Linked DNA regions of Sus scrofa: regions 1, 3 and 4 are each linked to region 2. The links are chromatin contacts, called in public targeted proximity ligation maps. All regions are on one chromosome and are shown on one strand. The core of a region is the stretch at or near the end of the contact, and the rest is flanking DNA. Distances in the headings are between cores, read along the strand shown. Region 1 overlaps TBX15 (T-box transcription factor TBX15). Region 2 overlaps LOC110260334 (a long non-coding RNA gene). Region 3 holds the start of TBX15 (T-box transcription factor TBX15). Region 4 overlaps TBX15 (T-box transcription factor TBX15).

Evidence for each region.
Region 1: a contact with region 2 is called in a targeted proximity ligation map of skeletal muscle, with 10 times the contacts expected there. A contact is called at or near these places in 3 of 47 Hi-C or Micro-C datasets (psoas muscle and skeletal muscle) and 1 of 2 datasets of targeted methods (skeletal muscle).
Region 3: a contact with region 2 is called in a targeted proximity ligation map of skeletal muscle. A contact is called at or near these places in 4 of 47 Hi-C or Micro-C datasets (embryonic fibroblasts, psoas muscle and skeletal muscle) and 1 of 2 datasets of targeted methods (skeletal muscle).
Region 4: a targeted proximity ligation map of skeletal muscle shows a contact between it and region 2. A contact is called at or near these places in 1 of 47 Hi-C or Micro-C datasets (skeletal muscle) and 1 of 2 datasets of targeted methods (skeletal muscle).

Annotation. Positions count from the first base shown.
Region 1 is chr4:101,965,220-101,967,952 of Sscrofa11.1, forward strand. The region is part of intron 2 of TBX15 (T-box transcription factor TBX15); the gene reads left to right. Among named protein-coding and RNA genes, the nearest start is that of TBX15, 48 kb to the left of the region's middle.
Region 2 is chr4:102,508,215-102,510,914 of Sscrofa11.1, forward strand. All of the region lies in intron 3 of LOC110260334 (a long non-coding RNA gene), which reads left to right. Among named protein-coding and RNA genes, the nearest start is that of SPAG17, 87 kb to the right of the region's middle.
Region 3 is chr4:101,917,390-101,920,151 of Sscrofa11.1, forward strand. It overlaps TBX15 (T-box transcription factor TBX15), which reads left to right and starts at 1,502. Exons shown (of 12, transcript XM_001926903.7): 1 at 1,502-1,518; 2 at 1,623-2,762. The coding sequence starts at 2,638.
Region 4 is chr4:101,991,352-101,994,329 of Sscrofa11.1, forward strand. It overlaps TBX15 (T-box transcription factor TBX15), which reads left to right. Exons shown (of 12, transcript XM_001926903.7): 6 at 500-617; 7 at 620-640; 8 at 643-665. Among named protein-coding and RNA genes, the nearest start is that of TBX15, 74 kb to the left of the region's middle.

The DNA of each region.
Region 1 (2,733 bases), core at 167-2,666, 540 kb before region 2:
TGGGAACCTCCATATGCCGCGGGAGTGGCCCAAGAAATGGCAAAAAATAAAATAAAATAAAATAAAAAATTAGAAATTAACATTTTATGGAATAATTTTTCCTTTACAAAAAGATTGACTGCATGCAGTTGAGATCATTGTAATTAAAATGTAGGAGAAGTCCCATCGTGGCACAGCAGAAACAAATCCAACTAGGAACCATGAGGTTGCAGGTTCGATCCCTGGCCTCGATCAGTGGGTTAAAGGTTCTGGCATTGCCGTGAGCTGTGGCATAGGTCACAGATGTGGCTTGGGTCTGGCGCTGCCGTGGCATAGGCTGGCAGTTGTAGCTCCCAATAGACTCCTAGCCTGGGAACCTCCGTATGCCCCAGGTACGGCCCTGAAGAGCAAAAAATTAAATTAAATTAAAAAGTGTAGGTATATAGCCAGTGTCACACAAGATATTCTGATTTCTATGAAATTCTCTAGTCTGTGACATTTGTATTTTATATATGTAGTAACTACATATTCGCTTATAATTTTATCTTGGTCATTTATCTGTTCTTTTAAAGATGCTATATAATGGGTATTCCATTGTAATTCATATCTGATAATGTGTAATATTTGGTGTCGTAAGGAAAATCTGCCTTCACTGTAAATCAATTTTGATTGTGTTGTAGAAGGTGGTACATAAGGTAATACTTTAATATCTACAATAGCCCACACGTCATCAATAAGATCTCATCCTCCAGGCTGGTGAGTTCTTGGAAAAAATTACTTCCACATGTTCCTAAAACTGCTTGAGATTTTTTGACTGGTTGGTGGTCTATTGATTCTCAATATCTGACCTATCAAAACGCCATCCGTAAACTTCAGGAACACATGGAGGCTTAGAAGTAGCCAGGGCTGAATTTCGTACAGAACAAAGGGAGGTGATGATTAACACACCCATCTGAGCAGCAGAGGGGGCGGGGGGAGTAATCCTTGAATGGATTAGATGCCATGATCCTAAACCCACATTCTCTGAGTGTTGGGTCCTTGCCCAGACATGGGGAGAGGCCAAACACTGATGCCTTTTAAATGACAGGGTATCTCCATGGGACTCTGGTCAGGGACACTGGGGCAGAGAGCTGAGGGTCACTTGGGAAAAAGCCTTTCTTTCTCCTGTGGTCTAGCAGATTTGAGAACCTAGACCTACTCGGCCAGCCCATCCGATTTATTATATCCTTATCACTCCGCCTGCCTGGCAGAGATTAACGTATAAATACATTAAATTTTATTTCCTTTTTTTTTTTTTTTTTTACTACTAACTAAGAGTCACTTATAAATTTTTTTTGGACTCCAGTAGGTTGCTTTCAAGACTGGCATGGAGACTGCCAAGAAGATGACTTATTATTATTGTACTGTCCCTAGAAGCCGTGTCATATGGCTGACTCTTTCTGTTGGCTGGCAATAGCTGGTAGATTCTGAGGACATAATTGCAGGGACATTTATCTCTGTAAGAAGAGTCTGTGAACAGAACACTAAACCTATTTTCTGATTGGTTTTCTCTTTTTCCTCTACGATGTCTTTCCAGCTTTATAAAATTATGGATTTTTAAAAATAATGTTATGTAATTGTACTGAGAGAGGCTGACTCTCTAAGAGAGGCCTCCAACAGATGGGTACCCTCCTGAGAAGGAAACAGACCATTAAGCAAGTCCCTTTGACCCCCCCTTCCCTGGGAGGAGGAGCTCTTGAATCACAGGCCCAGGTGCTCAGGAAATCTCCTGTCACTCTGAGACGGGCCAGGACATGGTGCCATGTCCAAAGCTTCTAAATACAGTTCAGGCTGGGTCATCATAACAGATGCTGAACTGGCACCACTATGGGGACTGAAGTGGGACCTCTGACAGTGCTTAAATGCCACGGCCCCTGGGCTCGAAGTCTTCCTGGGCTGGGGCGCGGAGAGGCAGCGCCGAGCCTCTTGGGGAGGAGGGGAGGAGCAGCTTTGGCAAGGAAATCCTGCTGCCTCGGTGACACCACCACTCCTTCAGAAGGCAACAGACACCCAGCATCACACCAGCTATTTTAGAAGCTGTCAGTTTCTGAATTGCTGACACACTTGGAGGACACTGTTTCTTCAAAGGTCAGTCTGACCATTCAAGGTAGGTAGGCCTGGGGAAAACCAGAGGCGTGCGCTAGCCAAGGTGTTGGCTGAGGAGTAAGTTTCAGGGGGCCTGGTCAAGGTGACTCAAGGAGTCAGGAATGGCGGTAGCAAGAACGGGCTGACCTTGGGATTCCCAAATCAGCCTTTCCATTGAAGACAGTGTGGGGCTCTTCTTTACCCCGCTCCATCCTCTTCTTCTTGGCTATCACCTAAAAAATCCACCAGGTTGGGAGTTCCCGTCATGGCGCCATGGTTAACGAATCCGACTAGGAACCATAAGGTTGCAGGTTTGATCCCCAGCCTTGCTCAGTGGGTTAAGGATCTGGCGTTGCCATGAGCTGTAGTGTGGGTCATAGACGTGGCTCGGATCCCGTGTTGCTGTGGCTCTGGCGTAGGCCGGTGGGTATGGCTCTGATTGGACCCCTAGCCTGGGAACCTCCATATGCCACGGGAGCAGCTCAAGAAATGGCGAAAAGACAAAAAAAAAAAAAAAAAAATCCACCAGGTTGGATCCCTTTGACAATTCACTCTCCTCTGGGGAGGGCTTCAGAAGGAAAAAAAGAAGACAGGAGAGTCTTGGGAAGCAGGCTTCTTCCGGAGGAGTGT
Region 2 (2,700 bases), core at 192-2,691:
TCTGGTGTAGGCTGGCGGCTACAGCTCCGATTAGACCCCTGCCTGGGAATGTCCATATGCCACAGGAGTGGCCCTAGAAAAGGCAAAAAGACAAAAAAAAAAAAGAAAAAAAAATTTATGGAGGGGAGGCAGACTAAACCATTGTTGCTATCCATATACTCGGTACTCAATAAATAATTATTGCCTGATGAGCAAAGAAAGATTTTAGTGTGTTTTTTTTCTTCCTTTTTTGGTAGTTGTAGATGTTATTAACATGATGAAGGTGGCTGTTTTTCTAAAGCCTTGAAATCCTGACAGAGAGGACAGTCAAGGAAGGAGGCAGGGGCAGGATAGCAGACAGGATGGTAAAAGAATAAAATCCTAGAGCTAAAAACCACTGGCTGTAGTTGCCTTCCTGCTGGGAACCCTGGACAACCACAGCAAGGGAGGAGTTGCACAGACAGGAGAATGGCAGGTTGGCTCTTGAGATCTCCCAAGAGGTTCTAACCTTCTGAATAAGGATCTTAAAATAATGTTGGCATTACATTGAAGAAGATATGAGACCGTCGTGTCAGGCTCTTGTCCCCCAGTGTTTCTAAGCCGATGGCAAAGTCTCTGCAGAGAATAAGAGGGCCCTGAAACAAACCCAGATACTTAAGCACCAAGCAGGAAGAAGGATTTCTCATAGAGGACAACTGATTTTACAAAAACTCGCACAAAGTCTCTAATGCCCCCTATTAAAGTCTTGAATACCTCCCCATGACAAAAATCAAGGGTCACTGGATGAAGCGAAGAGACCCCACCTCCCGCCCCCAGTTAAAATAATTAAATAGGTCGGACAAGCTCCAGTCAGTTGGTATGATTTGCTGCCCCTGGGGAAGTCCAAGTCAACACTGTACCAGAGTTTGAAAACAACGGGGTCATTTAAAGACCATCCCTTGCATTCATCTCAGGTCAAAGGAGGATAAAGATCAGAGTAATCAGGGCTGAAGTTTCAGGACATGATGTGATTACGATGGTGTCCAGTCTGTCATGCACAGCCTGCCCAGCTGGCATGGGGCATTTCAAAATTCCCTGCCCCAGGCATGTGGAACCTTCGCCACATGGGAGATTGGTGGGGACATCCCCACAGCGTGACCTGTTACTCTGTGTTCTCGTAAAATCGGGATGGCGTTCAGCTGGCCCCTTCCTGTCAGCAGAAGGAAAACTTCTCCCAGCCGCCTTGGGGGCTGCAAGGTTCTGAATGGGACAAAACCGAGGTCCGATGTGTAGTTTAGAATAGTCTCCTAGCAAATTCCTTAAACAAATTAGGAGTGGTTCTGGCCCGGATCTCTCTCTGCCAGGAGAGTAGAAGGAGACAATAAAAAAAAACTAAGCCTGCTAATCCTACCCAGAACTGCCCAAGACTACTTTGGGCTAGGGACACACATGCTCAGGCTTCAGAGATGCATATGGGTGCATTTCGTTAATCCTCATCACTGCGTGTCAGGGATAACTGATCTATGACTAAAAATAGTGTGAGGACAGCAATATCAGCCATTTGAGGCTGAACTGAGGACACAGTGGAAAACTTGACAGCAGCACAGTAGAACCTTCCTGGCCCAAGGCCACGGGCTCAAGGGCAGGAGCTCTGGGCTCATCTGCTGGGGAAGCTTGATTGACAGCCTCACCTCCCAAGGGGGAGTTTCAAGGGTTGTAATCTTCTCACATTATTGGGCACCTTCTGAGTGCCGGGCAAATGCTGGAAACAGGATGTAATGGAAGGAGACAGGGTTCTTCTCTGGAAAAAGCTTACAACGGAGTGATACTTAAGAAGGATATGCACAAAAACAATTAACAAAAACAATTCTGCTCCACTTCATTGACTGCAGTCTGAAACTGTCTCCAGCAGCCACACTACCTGCGCAAGAAACGGAGACTATAAGAGCAGAGGTTCAAGCCCATTCTTGGCTCTAGTGTGCTTCTTCAGTTGAAGGGAAAAGAAGCAAAACAGAAAGAGGCCTTCGGGTCACATTTACTAATTTATTCAAGTCAGTTATGTGTATTTGGTATCAAGTATGACTGGTAATGCTTTCTGTATCCTAGGTAAATGTCTGCTACCAAACATTAAACTTTTAGTTATGGAATCATTGACTCTCAGGCTTTTTCCCCTGCATAATTATTGCATTCCTACTGTGAGTCAGATACCATTCAAAGAATCTTTTTAAGGTTTGCTGTAAACACTCATTACAAGTATATATTGGTATCCGCCATCTTGGAGGACAATTGGAAGATATGTTTCCAAAGTATATTTAATAGAAGCGTAGTTCTGAGGAAAATTTCTAGGTATTCTCAAGAAAGCTACATGCTATTTGCCATTAGAGTGGCGGTCACCAACCATAACACAAGGTCTCCTCAGGACGTTTCTTATTTCCTTCAGAGTGCCAGACATCATTGATAGTGGCCAAGGCATTCACTGCACTTCTTAGAAGACACAGTGCTGGTTTCTGAAGAAAGCATTCCGTGGAACTTTATTCTTTTACTGGATCCAGGCCACAGGCTTCACTGATAGGTTACTTAAACTTAAGTTCAAATTCAATAAAATGAAAATGACACATTTCAGTCAGTAGTCAAACATCAGAGGTGATCTGCTGGTGTCTCTGTAGGCCCTTCTCTTTTTTTTCACTGTAAAAGAAAGCAAATGAAGCAAAAAATGTTTTTGTGCCTGTTGAAATTGAAAGT
Region 3 (2,762 bases), core at 252-2,751, 590 kb before region 2:
ATCAATTTCGCAAACAAACCAGGTCTGTGAGAGAAGAGAAAGCAAGAGGCTACCAGGGAGATGGGACATGCAGGCGATGGGGGAGGAGGAAAATGCTGGGAAAGAACAGAGGCCGCCCCATTGCTAGTCTATCTGGGCTGGTCCTGGCAGGCTCCAGCCAAGGGCAGTAATCGCAAGCCAAAAGAGAGGTTTAAGCCACAGGGGAAGCTAACTGTGTTCCTGGCCTGCCGTTTCTCCAGCTCCTTTGCTGAAGCCTGGGAGTGTTGAATGCCTGGTCACTTTCGGTGAGGTCGGCCTAGAAGCAACCCTGAGCGGTGACTGAGGTGCAAAGCCCTTGGCCTTGCCACTCCTCCTTTTGCCTGGCAACTCAATGGCCCGAAGGGCTCAGTGCCCCATCCCAGTGTTTTTGGAGTGCTGCTTGGGACCCTCAAGCCTGGGATGCAGGCTCCTGGAATGCCCTGGAGACCAAGCCTTGCTGAATTATACTCATCCAGTGGCTTTTCCATTATTCTTTCTGCATTTGCTGTGCCAATCGCTTCCTCTTCTCCAGGCTGGAGCCCAATTTGAGCGAGCTCCAAAAATGGCCTTTTTTGCTCTCTTCCAAAGAGTCCCAAGGTACCTTCAGGCCACTGGGCCCAGCTGTTACCTCCAGCACTAGAGCACATCCAACTGTAATAGCAAGAACTAGCTTCCCACAGCCCCTCAGTGGTCAGGAGGGAAATGTGCCATTTCAGAGGTCCAACAGGCTCTCCATTCTTGCCCCAAGGTGCAAGGACTGATGAGCCCTCATTCTTGGGGAGTCTGTGACACACCTTGGGCCCCCCTTTCCCAGGCTTTCAAGTTCAGGCCCTGCCCACAGCCTGAGTGTTGAGGAGACTTGCCTGCTGGGGCCTCTAGATCTGTCGTTCGCACCAGGGAGCTCTCTTTCCTGCCTCTTTGAGCAGGGATAGAAGCGTCTTAACCAGGGCGTTGGGAAGATCGAGCTGCGGCTCAGCCGTCGCCTGCGAAATCCGAGACCTTTTTCCAGCTTGGCAGGATCAACTTCTTGGCCCCTCTGTACTGGCCGTGCACTGGTCTGCGCCCCAGGGTCTTCTTCCGCAGCACAAGACCAGACCTGGGAGAGGGGTGTGGGGAATCCGAATGACCAAAAGTGTTGGATTTAAGTTCCTTAGAAACCTCTGATGACTGCAGTGTCCTGAAAGATTTTTTTTTTTTTTTAAAGGGTGGAGGGAGGATCAGTGGGGCGGAGAGAGCCGGGCTCCAGAGGTGATCGGATTTGAAGGGAATTTTGAAAAGCTCCTTCGCCGCTGTCAAAGTTCCTCGCTGCCCTCGCCCATACCCTCTCGGTGGGTTCTCCAGAGCAAGCGCCCCGAGCAGGCGAGGCTCGGCTTAGCATCCACGCCGAACGGAAGGAGAGCGTTTGCTGTGTGCGGGCCCAGTCTGGATCCGCCTACGGAGCGCGCGGTAAGCCGGGTGCCCACTGCCGGCCTCTCGCGTTGAGGGCGCTACGTCTACCAGGTAGAGCTGGAAGGAGGAAGCGATCTTTAAATTTTCAATTACAAGGCCCTGGATAGTAATGAGGCTTTTTTGTTTGTTTGTTTGTTTCGTTTTGCCTTAACCAGAGTTGCTTAGAAATCGTTCGACAGGAAAGGACCTGTGTAGCGAAACCCCGGAGGAATGAGCAGATCTAAAGGCATCTGGGGTCAAGCGCGAGATTATCAGAGTCGTTTTCCGGGTGTATTTGGGCAGGTTGACATTTTGTCAGAGCCCCCAAGTTCCAGATCCACAGTTAAAATTCCCGATCCATAGCTAAAATAGGTCTATGAGACCTAGCAGATTTGGGAGGAAAAGGTACGGATTTGGGGCTTGCAGGAGTTTGTAACGGCACAAGATCAGACCTCTACTTTTAGCTCCCCTCCTTCCAGCGAGGAGCCGTGGGGGGACCGGGAAGCCAGGGGTTAAAGTTGGCCCAGGAGCATCCCGGGGACAACCCGCGCGGAGCCTTGGCCAGAGCCTCAGTCTCTCCCCTCCTCTCATTGGCCCTTGCCGGCAGGGTTTCTCCTGTTCCCTCTTTGCCATTGGTCGGGGGCTGGCTTTTTTTCCCCTCAGTCTTTCTCTTCCTCCCCCCTCCCTCTCCCTCGCCCCTCGGACAGGAGCGCACCGCCTGCCCCCAGCTCCTCGGGAAGGGAGGAATTTAGAAAAAAAAGTTTCCCAGAAATTTGGATCAGAGGAAGGACGGGAAGACCAAGAGAGGAAGAGGGAGAGGGAGGAGAGAAAGGGAGAGGGAGGAGAGAGAATTAAAAAAAAAAAAAGATGAAGTCCAGTCTGCACAGCCTGTGAGCGCCTGCCCGGGTGGGTGGGAAGCAGGACTCGGGCGCTCATGCAGCGAGTGAGCGGCGCTCGGGGCGCTCGTTCCTAGCGGCTGGGGCAGCTAGGGGCGTCGGTCCGAGCCGGCGGTGGCGGGCGGGGGAGGGCGCTGGGGGAGGGTGCCTAGGACCAGCGGAGCCACCGCCTTCAGACTCCACTGCCTCGCTGCCGCCTTTCCCGGGCCCAGCCCGGCGGGCGCTCGGAGCGTGAGGGCTCGGGCTGCTCCCTCAGTAGCGAGGGCGAGAGGGGGCCTGGGTGCGGGCGGCTAAGATGAGTGAAAGGAGAAGATCTGCAGTCGCCCTGAGCTCGCGAGCACATGCCTTCTCCGTTGAAGCCTTGATCGGCTCAAATAAAAAGCGGAAACTGCGAGACTGGGAGGAGAAGGGGCTGGACCT
Region 4 (2,978 bases), core at 315-2,814, 520 kb before region 2:
TTTCTGAGGAAGGGCAAACACACATACACCCTTCACTCTCGCATGTTGTAAGAGAATGACCATAAATTCAATAACGAAGTGCAAAGAACAGCTCGTAGAATTTAAAGACAGATGAGCCCATGTGAAAAGTTTGAAGCAGGAGGCAACGCCTGTCTCATAGCAAAGGTTCTGAAACCTTGTAGTGGGGTGTTGCCTCCTGGTACAAGAGCCAACTCATTCAGTATTTACCCGATAAAAATGAACATGTTGCCTTCACTACCTGTGATGGGGATCCTGTGCTCTGTGGTTCGTTGTGACATGATGCTGTCCATCACCTAGTCCTTCCAGCCGTGGGCACAAACACTGGTTGTCCGTTTCTTGCACATCCTACCCCCCACCCCCAGCTGTGTTCATCCTGCAAAGCTTTTATCTTGTGATTTTGTTTGCCTGAGAGCTTGAAAAGAGGTAGGGACTTCAGAGGCAACCCCGGAGTGACGGACGTGTCCCCTCCTCGTTTCAGATCATTCTTCACTCCATGCACAAATACCAGCCTCGAGTTCACGTGATTCGCAAGGATTTCAGCAGCGACCTTTCTCCCACCAAACCTGTCCCGGTTGGGGATGGAGTGAAAACATTCAACTTCCTGAGACCGTGTTCACCACGTCACAGCCTATCAGAACCAGCAGGTAAGAGGCTGCCTCTTGTGCGTTTCCTGCTGCGGCCACTTTTATAGGCCTTTTATTCATGCTTTTGTAAGAAGGGCTTAGTCCCTCTGCATGGCACTGAAGTGCTGGAATGAGAGACACCGGGCTTGCGGCGCACACAGGGCACTGGTGATGACAAGGCGGTAATGCCAGCAGCAGCTGTCATCGTCTAGATTTAGATCAGAGGCAGGATCTTTGACCAGGAGGACCAAACCTCCTAAGCCATGGCCCTGTCTCTCTGTACTTGTACCCACGCTCATGATCTCTGCTGCCTCCTGGCAAATGTTCCTCATCACTTGAAATTCCTGAGGTTTGATTCATTCCTTCCCTCTTAGCCTCTCCGTGTAGCCCTCCATCAGGCTACTTCAAAGTCATCCCGCCTCTCAAACTCCGTGTCAGACCCACTGCTTCCAGTTACACTTTCAGACTACATTTGCCTTCGTGTGCTCATCAGCCACACCCTACAATCTCTATGTTTTTATCTCGGTAATATATTCATTCATTCCATAAATATTTACTGAGGACTTACAGTGTTTTAAAGCTCAGTAGAAAAATTGAGCTGCTTCAGACTTATTTCTCCCTAAGCAAAGAACAGTTTTAGTTGAGTGAATGACTCGTAAAAACATAATGATGATACGGTGGAATAACTTAAAGACACAGATGTGGACAGGGTGGGGTTTGTTTTTGTTTTTTGTTTTTTGGTGGGGGTTTTGGGGTGTTTTTTTGTTTGTTTGTTTGTTTGTTTTGGTTTGGGGAATGAGGGATGTTTTCCTGGAAGAACTGATGCTTTTTTCTGAGGCTGAGACACACACAGGAATCAGCCAGACAAATGGAGGAGGTATGTGGGTGGGGAGGGTAAGGGAGAGCCAAGCCTGGAATCCCTGTGGACATTCTGAACAGTGTTCTTATTTTGAGAAGGGTGACTCGGTAGATTTACAAGTGATCTCACTTTATGGAGTTCTTTGAAAGTTGCACGTGAATCTCATTTGTATAAGTTAGATCATATTTCATATTTTGGTGAATTGTCTCAATAATAGGATCCTGCAGTGAATCCTTTTCTGAAACAAAAGAGTATTTGCTTGTTTATTTTGCTTGAAAGGCTGCATATTTTTATTTGGGGCCTGCTTGGAGCAAAATGGACTTACACTGGAGTACTCAATACCTTTTGTGTTGGATACTATGCTTAGTGCTCTGACAAAAAAAAAAAAAAAGCGATGAAGGAAAACTGTTTACTTACCAAGTATTTATTAAGGGTTTACTATGTTCCAGGCAAGTAAAGGAAGTTTTATAATCTTTAGTTCATATAGAACATTTTTCTGTCTTTCATAGCACATCTGGCTAAGATTCCTTGGCTGTTTTTTTACCTTTAGGAGAATTTGATATACAGCAACCCCTTAGTCCGATAAATGTGAGGTACCGTATGGTTGTTGGGCTTTCTCAGCAGCTGTAAAGTGGCCTCAACATCAGACTTTCCTTTTAGATGTCGCATTTGATTTAAAAGAGAGGAAGAGCCTTGGTTTGCTGCGGGTACTTAAAAAAAAAAATTATTCGACTCTCTCAAACCCCTCAGGTTGTGAAGTTTTAGAGGCCATGAGGGGTCCTTACAGAACACTTCATAATCAAGATTTTTCAAGCTCTTTGGCGTTCCCGTTGTGGCTCAGCAGAAATGAGCCAAGAGCCCAGCTACTATCCGTGAGGATGTGGGTTGGGTCCTGCATTGCTGTGGCTGTGGCATAGGCCGGCAGAGGTAGCTCTGATTCGACGCCTAGTCTAGAAACTTCCATATGCCGGAGTATGGCCCTAAAGAGCAAAAAAAAAAAAAAAAAAAAAAAAAAAAAACTTTTTCAAGCTCTGATCCAAGTCACGCAATATAGACAATATAGACAAGGCTTTTGGAGCACGGGAAACCTTGGGTTTCACTGTGTTTCAGAGGTGGAGGAACATGAATCTGAGTTCTTTGAATAGTTGTTTGGACTTTTTCTAAGCTACCCCAGCCACCGTTTTAATCATTACTTTCTCACGAAGGCAGAGAGATATGGCAGTCAGTTAGTTCCACTTTAGAATGTTGTTTCTAGAGCAAACTGGAAGGCTGATGAAGCACCCTTCTTTGGCCTCATCGAGATTGGTTCTGGAGGCCAAGAGGGTCAGTATTATAACCCAAGTGGAAATGAACAACACCACTCACTGTGACAATGAAAGGAGACCAGACCTGGGTACCCCACATCCCTTTCACTTCCTCTGCATTATTTCCTACCTGGTGTTCCTGCATCCGGATCCATTGTACTCACATAGATA